3 separate regions of the Mus musculus genome follow, and regions 2 and 3 are each linked to region 1. Evidence: chromatin contacts called from public promoter capture Hi-C data. All regions are on one chromosome and are shown on one strand. Each heading gives the region's core, a stretch centred on a gene start, on an enhancer-like site or on the middle of the called end of the contact. The rest is flanking DNA. Distances are from core to core; before and after follow the strand shown.

Region 1 (2,654 bases), core at 87-2,586:
GCAGAGCCCTCGGTCTCCAGGCCACTGTCCTCTTCCACCTCCCCTGCAGCTGGCTGCGGGGACGGCTTCACCCCTGCCCCGGGCCAGTGAGCACTCCCCGAGGTAGGGAGCAACAGCTGCCTGGGTGGTGACAGTCCTTTGGGCAGCACCTTCTGTCCTGCTCCTGTCCCGGAGCTGTCGCCAGCCTTGATCTCTGGCCGACTCATGAGCGGGGACAACAACCCTTTGGTAGCAGGGACACTGCGGGGGTCTTCTGGAAGCTCTGGCCCAAAGAGACACCAGGAAGTGATGGCCTCGCAGGCTGGAGGGCTGGCGTGACTCTGTTCGGTCCCGGAGGGAGTCAACAACGAGTCTAAGACACTGTCTAAGAGTCTGCTGTCCTTCTCCGGGGCTCTGGAATTTCTGCCTCCTTCCCTATGAGTGGCTTCTACCCCAGAGAAAGCTCCCTCCACGTCGGACAGCGACTGCTGGTCCCCTGTCTTTCCGTCTGGGAGCTCGGGACCCCGGCAGGACCGAGGAAAAAGCAGCCCGTCCAGGGAGATCGGTATAGGCGAGACTACAGACGACACGTCCGAGTGCTGGCTCCCTTGGAAGGGACCTGAGTCCAAGCGTGCAAGCAAGGGGGACCCGATGTGTGGGGGGGAGGGCGAAGCGCCAGACGTGTGGAGAACCTGCGGATCCTTTGCCTGCAGCTCAGTCATGACGACCCAAGCTCCCCTTTTCTCCTCCCCTGTCTCCTGGGAGGAGGGAAAAGGGAAGGAGGAGGGGGTGCCGGTGATATAGGGGCAGAGGGAGGAGGAAGTGGGTGTAGAGTCGCAGGACCCGTGGGATCTCCACCTCCTGGTTGGGAGGGGCGGTCTTGGTCAGCTCCTGTCCTTACCCTCCACCCAGACGCAGAGGAAGGGTGGTAGTCGCGCTGTCCCGGTCGCGGTGGGGTGAGGACAGGAAGAAGTAGCTGGAGCAAGCTGGTCTGGTCTGAGAACTGGGAGTTATTCGAGAGACTTTTTTTCGTGTTTCTTCTTGAATGGGAGACCCGGAACTGGTGTGGCCGGTGCTGAAAAAAAGGACTCCCGCTATCTCCGGACTTCTTATGTTTGTTGAAACCTAGACATCCTAGGAAGTTTGCTTTACAGTCCTCACCAAAAACCTGGGGCTAAGACGTAGCCCATTCTTACTCGTTCTCCTGCAGCGACAGTCTCTATGGCTCCCTAGGTTCTCTACAATCCCAGCGAGTTCTGGTTGCAGGTTGCTCTAGTAAAGCTAAGAGAAGTTAGCAGAATGTCAGAATCCTCGCACCCGTAAATACTACAAAGACTGATAGTGACAGTCTAGACTGGCTCCATAGCTTTCTAGCAAGCGTTGGCGCTCTAGGAAGGCCCGCCCAAAGCCCCTCCCTAGCCAATCACTGGCTAGATCTAAATCTCTGGCGTTGGAATTCCAGCTACTCACTAGTCTGATTCCACCTGGAATATCAGATGCTTTGAGAAGAAATCTAAACATATCAGAATTTGTACTGAATTAAGAAGCATGCCAGCCCCACCCTATAAAAAGCAAAGTTGTTGTAAAGATTTCAGGATTTGAAAATATTTGTAAATATTCAACACAGACAGTGACATATCGTGACATTTTATTTTTTGTATAAAAGGTATAAAATGATCTCAAGTATTTTCATTTTATTACGTGTATATGTCTCTGGGAGTGTATGTTACATGGTTATATAGTTGCTCAGACGTCAGCAGAGAGGGTGAGAGCCCTCAGAGGTGAAGTTGCAGGTGCTCTGATATAGGTGCTGAGGTCCTAACTGGGGTTCTCTGCAGGAGCAGCAAGTGCTCTGTGTGTATATGTGTGAGTGCTTGCATGTGTCGCGTGCATATGGTAGTCTAAGACTAGCCCCAAAGAGTGGATTTCCTCCTTGAACCATGCAGATTCTGGAGATAGAACTCATCCTGAGTTTGACACTGAACAACCTTACTGGCTGCCTGTCCAGCCTTCCTCTAACACGCTCAAACTATTCTTGTGACAAGTGGGCCACCAATGTGACTTAGCAGTTAAGGATGGAAGACAGTTGGTAACACATCGCTGCCTGTATGGGGAGTTTGGACATTGAGTGTCATATTCTGTTTGTTCTGATTTTCATGAGGTTCTCTTCAGTCCTTACTAAATATCTACATCACATATTAAGTTTTCCACTGGGAAAGCTAAATGGCATTTTCTCCCCTCTATGTTTCTCTACTCTTAGAATAATTACCATTGAGCTTTAAGAATAAATCACCTTTAAAGTCATGAGAACACTGTGGAGGGGAGAGAGTAATATGATTTATTTTATACACCGTCATAAGCTGTCCACTCTCAAGCCCAGTCAGTGGATGCCGTGACACATCGCTATTCAAAAGTGAGTTAGTCGTTTGGGAAATGCCTTTGAGTGTTTCCAGGCCATTTTAATGCTGAAGCCTGCAGTTATTCTCAGCCAGGTCTAGAAGATTTGTGAAAGGCTCCAAAACTGCAGAGATGGCAGAGCTGCTGGAGGCAAGGTGCCTAGATGTCAATCACCAGGGAGGTGCTACATAGTCGTGAATTGCTGCTGTTACACTGGACCATTGGGCTTGGGTGTGGACTATTCCAGCAATGAGATATTGCTGACTAATTTTAAATGT
Region 2 (2,654 bases), core at 60-2,559, 900 kb after region 1:
TAAACTCAGGCAAAACACCCAATACAAAATAATTAACTTAAAAAACACGAACAGATTTTTATCATTTTTGGAGTGATTCCAGATAGGCTCCTGATAGATAAAAGACTGACACACAGAGAATCAGGGGCTAAGGTAATCTCCATTGAGGTTCATTTCTTAGTCTACCCTGCATTGTTTACCCTTGTACTAAACACAAGAGGAAAACCCACAATGCTCCATGAGGTTAAACAGTGACTTATGTTTTGAGTTGAAGTTCCCAAAGAAATGTCAAGTTTTGGTGTTAAAAAATTGACTTTTCACTTAAAAAAAAAAAAAGTTTGCTGAGCAAGGTGCCCCACATTTGTTATTTGAGCCCTTTATAGGCTGAGGTAGGGGGAGCAGAAATTTTAAGCTAGCCTCAGTTATGTAGTGAATTGGAGGAAAGCCTTAGCTACATAGGAACCTGACTCAAAACAGCAAAATAGGGTAGTCAACATGAGATGGATGGTTCAGGGTACCTGAGCTCGATTTCTGGGACCCACAACCAAGAAGAAAACAGATCCCACAAATGGTCCTCTGACCTTCACCTGTGCTCACTTGTACATAATTAGAAACACAAAAAGGAAGAAAAAGGAAGGAGAGGGAGAAAGGGGGAGCGGAAGGAAGGAAGAAAGAAAAGAAAAAAAAGAAAAAAGAAAAGAAAAAGGACGAACCTATGAACCTACAAAAACCGGGCTAGCAGAGGCCCTGGCTTGGAATCCTAGCTGTCTGTGGAAGCTGTGGCACAAAGAGTTGGAGGATATCCTTGACTACAGAGTAAAGCCTGTTTAAAACAAAATTTAAAAAGTAATACTGTTTCCTTTTGTAAGGTACTCCCAGTGCAACTCCTGGTTTCCAAGCTTCACTTTGAAATCATTTGCACCCGCCCTCAAGTGTTTTGTTGTTTCTTCTTCAAACTTGGTGGTAAATGGAATCAATGTTAAAACGCGGACCGGATTAACCTTAGTGCGGGTGAACAGTGTGGCCTTTGCATCCACCCTACCAAGCCGGTTGTCCCGATTCCTCGCGGCCTTGGCGTTGCGCGCGGGTCCGGCAGGATCTGCGCCCGCAGCCGAGCGGCTCGGGGCCGGCCGGTGGGTGCGCACGCAGCGCGGTCGCCCCCGGGTCACGTGCGGCCGGGAGTCTGCAGGAATGTAGCGACGCGCAGGGAAAGTTTCCCCGGGGGCCGCGGGCCGCGGATTCGGTGCGGGCGGGCGCGCAGAGGAAGGAAGAGCGTCGAGGAGGCGGAGCCCGCGAGGCGCGCGGGCGGGCGCTCCTCGCAACTTTTTAGTTTGGGCGTCTGGAGCCAAAGTTTCTGTCTCAGTTGGGACGCCGCCGCGGCCGGGGGCAAAGAAAGGGAGGAAGGAAGGAGCTCGCGGAGGGGAGGGGAGGAGAGGGGAGGCGGCCTCGGGCAAGGAGTGCAGGGCGATGCGGGCGCGCGTCGCAGCCCCCCGAACCTGAGCGCAGTGCCCCGAGCGTCGAACGAGGCCGCAGCCATGGAGCCCGCGCAACAGCCGCCGCCCCAGCCGGCCCCGCAAGGCCCCGCGCCGCCGTCCGTGTCTCCGGCCGGGACCCCCGCGGCCCCGCCCGCACCCCCGGCCGGCCACCAGGTCGTGCACGTCCGCGGGGACTCGGAGACCGACTTGGAGGCGCTCTTCAATGCCGTCATGAACCCCAAGACGGCCAACGTGCCTCAGACCGTGCCCATGCGGCTTCGCAAGCTGCCCGACTCCTTCTTCAAGCCGCCTGAGCCCAAGTCCCACTCGCGACAGGTAAGGGTATCCCGGGGGCGCGGGGCCGCGTGGGGGTGCGGTGCTGGGGGTTGTTTTCGCGGAGTTGGCCGCAGGGGGGGTGCACAATGCGCGCGCCTCCGCTCCGCACCTTCGCTCTGACGAGGGGGAGGGGAGGAGGGGGAGGGGGCCGGCGTCTTGTGCGGGACCCCAGCCGGGGGTACCCGATCTCCCCTTCCCGCGCCACTGCAGTCTCCGGTGGAGCTGTGTTAACTGCCCTCTTGTTTTCGCGTGCCGGTGAGGGGTGGGGGTTGAACTGGTCCATTGAGTTTCTGGTTCCTTCTCCCGGTCCCCTCCCCCTCCCTCTCCCGAAAGCTTTTCTGTTCTCGCGGCCCAGGCGCTCTCCGGATGCAGGGTTCGGGCTCCCCAGCCCGAGCGAAGCTCCCTCGACCCCCCACTCGCCTCCGCCGTGCCCTGGAACTCGCGCGGGCGGGATCCTTTCACACTCGGTGGGCTCACGTGTCCTTTTCCTAAATCGTAACCTATTATTTACTGTTCGGCCCGAAAGCTTTTAAATGAGCCACGTCTGTGTGTTGCGCAGGAGCTCGGCTGCGCTCACGGTGCAGAGGTTTCTGCGCCGGCCTTTGATAGCGCGTTGCAGGTTGACTCATAGGCCGAGTTCTGCCCGGCTCAACTGTGATTAAAGGTAATGTTTGGGAAGCAATGACTAATTCCAAGCTCGCCATTGCTCTTTAACTGACTGCGGATGTGAACATGGCTGCTTATCCGTATCCACGACGCCTGGTTATTTTCCCAACTGGATCCAGCACAGAAGTGAAACCGTTTCAAAGTATTAACATTCCGATAGGTCCTGGTAGATTTCTTTAGTGTCGCTCCCCCCGCTTT
Region 3 (2,654 bases), core at 112-2,611, 860 kb after region 1:
GGAGTCGGTTGTGACAAGGAGCTGGATAGTTTTATGTCAACTTAGCACAAGCTAAAATCATCTGAGATGAGGAAATCTCAGTTAAGAAAATGCCACCATAAGATCTGATAACAGGGAAGTTTCTTATTTAGTGATTGATGGGGGAGGACCCAGTCCACTGTGGGTGGCGCCATCTGGGCTGATGGTCCTGAGCATTATAAGAAAGCAGGATGAGTAAGCCAGTAAGCAGCCCCTTCCATAGCCATCGATTCCATCAGCCTACCCTGTGTGAGTTCCTTTCCTGACTTCTTTGACAATGAGCAATGATATGAAAATGTAAGTCAAATAAGCCCTTTCCTACCCAACATACCTTTTGGCTATAGTGCTTCATTGAGGCAATAGAAATCCTAAGAATCTTACAATAAAATTTTGTTTCCTTTACAAAAACACTTATGAGAGGCTTAGAGACATGGCTCAGCGGTTAAGAGCTCTCTCTGTTCTTGCAGTGGACAGGGGTTCTCAGTATCCACAGGACAGCTCACAACTGTCCTTAGGGATCTGATGCTCTCCTCTGGCCTCTGAGAGCACCAGGCTCCCTTGTGGTACATAGACATGCATACAGGTTAACACTCATATACACAAAAAATAAACAAAGAATTCATAAACTTATGAATGGGAGGACTGGGAAAAAAAACCTATATAAGAATGTTCACCACTGCATTCCTAATAGCTTCAAATTGTAATAACCCAAAAGGATAAACTGTGGAATAATATTCGTGGCACACAAAGTAACAGTGATAACAAGCCTCTCTCCCTCTGTCCCCCTCTTCCGAAGCTTCCCCCTTCTCCCCCTGTCCCTGCTCCCTTTTATTTGACCTTTTGGTTCTTAAGGTTCAAGCAGAAGGAAATGAAGTTAGTAGAGGTAAAAAAATTCGTCCACCTAAATCCTAAAACAGCTCCTAAACAAAAACAAGTTGGCTCCTGAATGAGATTTTCAGCAGGTAAGCATACATCCCACACTGATTAGCAGCGTGTTGTGGTGTAGTGCTCGCAGGAACCTGCCTGAGATGTAAACTTCAAAAGGAAAAGAGCCACAGACGAGATTATGTTCCTAAGCAGTCCCTTTGTCTTTCAAACGAAACCAACTTAATTAGACTTTTGCTTAGTGCAAAAGGAAATTGTCAGTTTGAAACTGTAGGTTTTGATATTAGGTCACTGGCCAGTGTCTAGAACTAAGAGTTCCTGTCAACACAAAGACTGGCAACCTCCTTCCATTTCCTAACAGCCAGGCTAAGAGTCCTCAGTGTAAAGGCAGGGACCCAAAATGCCATGGCGCATGCGTACTGAGCCAAGGGGCCCACTTCTCTCCCAGGCCCCGCCCTCTGAGCGGCGCCCCTCCCCCTGAACGTGGTGGCAGGTCCTACCGCTGTGTCACTATGGAAACGACTACTGCTTTCTTACCCTGGTCATAAGCAGGATGGCGGCTGGGGAGCCACGGGATGGAGGCGGCTACTACTTCAGATTCCTGCCTCATAGAACCTTCTCGTCGCTGAGCGCCCGGGAGATCACCAGCCGCCTCCGCCAGTGGTGAGGGCCGAGGGGCGGAAGTGGCCATGCGGCGGGCTCAGGTCGGTGGGCTGGGGCCGTGGCACCGCGCTCGTGTCCTGGGGTTCTCTCCCTGTTCGTGTTCGTGTCCGTGCTCCGGGACTCGGCTCTGCGCTCCCTCAACTCCGGCCAGGGCCCGCTGACTCTTCCCCCTCTGCTAGGTCCATGCTGGGCAGAATCCAGGCGCAGGCGTTCAGCTTCGACCAGACGTTCCAGCCCTACCAAAAGGATGATTTTGTCATGGTTGGTATTGGGGAAAGGGGGAGGGGGGGGCGCTCTTTTGGATGTTCTTGGGAACACTCCATGACATGTTCTTAGACTTTGGGAGTAATAAAAAGTGCAGGTTGGGTTTTCTTTTGTTTTGTTTCTTAGGGGGCTTTTTGACAGAGCGACTCATTCTGTAGACCAGACTAGCCTGGCATTCACTGGGATCCTCTTGCCCCTGCCACCCAAGTGCCACCATAACCACCTTGCCAATGTCTTTTACCTACCTTCGGAATTCTGCCTTAGATAACTTTACAAGTCTGTAGTTATTTTAGACAGTGTCACTGTGTAATTCACGATGGCCTCAACTCGTATCAGTCAGTCATCCTGCTTCCGAATCCCAGTTCAGAAATACAGGCATGTGTTACCGATGTTGACTGAAAATTCAATGGGACTTTTTTTTTTTTAACAATCACATCTTGTTTTTAAATACTACTACGTGGACTTTATTAGTCTTAACTCCAAATACTTTTGGTTTCTGAAAATCAAATTCACCCTGAGAAGTGGGCATCAAGCTGTAACAGTAGTACCCAAACAGGATTTCCTCCCAAAGGTTTTGAGCAATGGCCTGTTTGAAAAAAACCTTTAGCTAGAAGGGAATTCTTTAAAGAAGGCAAAGTTCATTCAAAGGTGTGAGATTTTTATGTGCATCTTAAAACCGAGCCCCATTTTGAAATGTTGCCTCCTACCCAACAGTAGGTAAAGTGTTCAGTTTTGTGAAGTGACCGTCATTCCTTGCCATTCCTCTGAGCATTGACTTTATAGCTGACATGTAATCTATTCACTCTGTCACTTTCTAAAGGCCC

The links. Promoter capture Hi-C pulls out the DNA fragments that hold promoters and counts their contacts.
Region 2: a contact with region 1 is called in a promoter capture Hi-C map of hippocampal neurons, with 4 times the contacts expected there. The contact joins the promoter of Yap1 here to the promoter of Pgr in region 1. A contact is called at or near these places in 1 of 39 promoter capture datasets (hippocampal neurons), 1 of 484 Hi-C or Micro-C datasets (embryonic stem cells) and 1 of 115 datasets of contacts at active chromatin or transcription factors (embryonic stem cells).
Region 3: a contact with region 1 is called in a promoter capture Hi-C map of hippocampal neurons, with 4 times the contacts expected there. The contact joins the promoter of Cfap300 here to the promoter of Pgr in region 1.

What each region holds. Positions count from the first base shown.
Region 1 is chr9:8,898,515-8,901,168 of GRCm38.p6, reverse strand. It overlaps Pgr (progesterone receptor), which reads right to left and starts at 1,336. Exons shown (of 8, transcript NM_008829.2): 1 at 1-1,336. The coding sequence starts at 701.
Region 2 is chr9:8,003,251-8,005,904 of GRCm38.p6, reverse strand. It overlaps Yap1 (yes-associated protein 1), which reads left to right and starts at 1,309. Exons shown (of 9, transcript NM_001171147.1): 1 at 1,309-1,790. The coding sequence starts at 1,515.
Region 3 is chr9:8,041,582-8,044,235 of GRCm38.p6, reverse strand. It overlaps Cfap300 (cilia and flagella associated protein 300), which reads left to right and starts at 1,361. Exons shown (of 7, transcript NM_199017.3): 1 at 1,361-1,566; 2 at 1,746-1,827. The coding sequence starts at 1,457.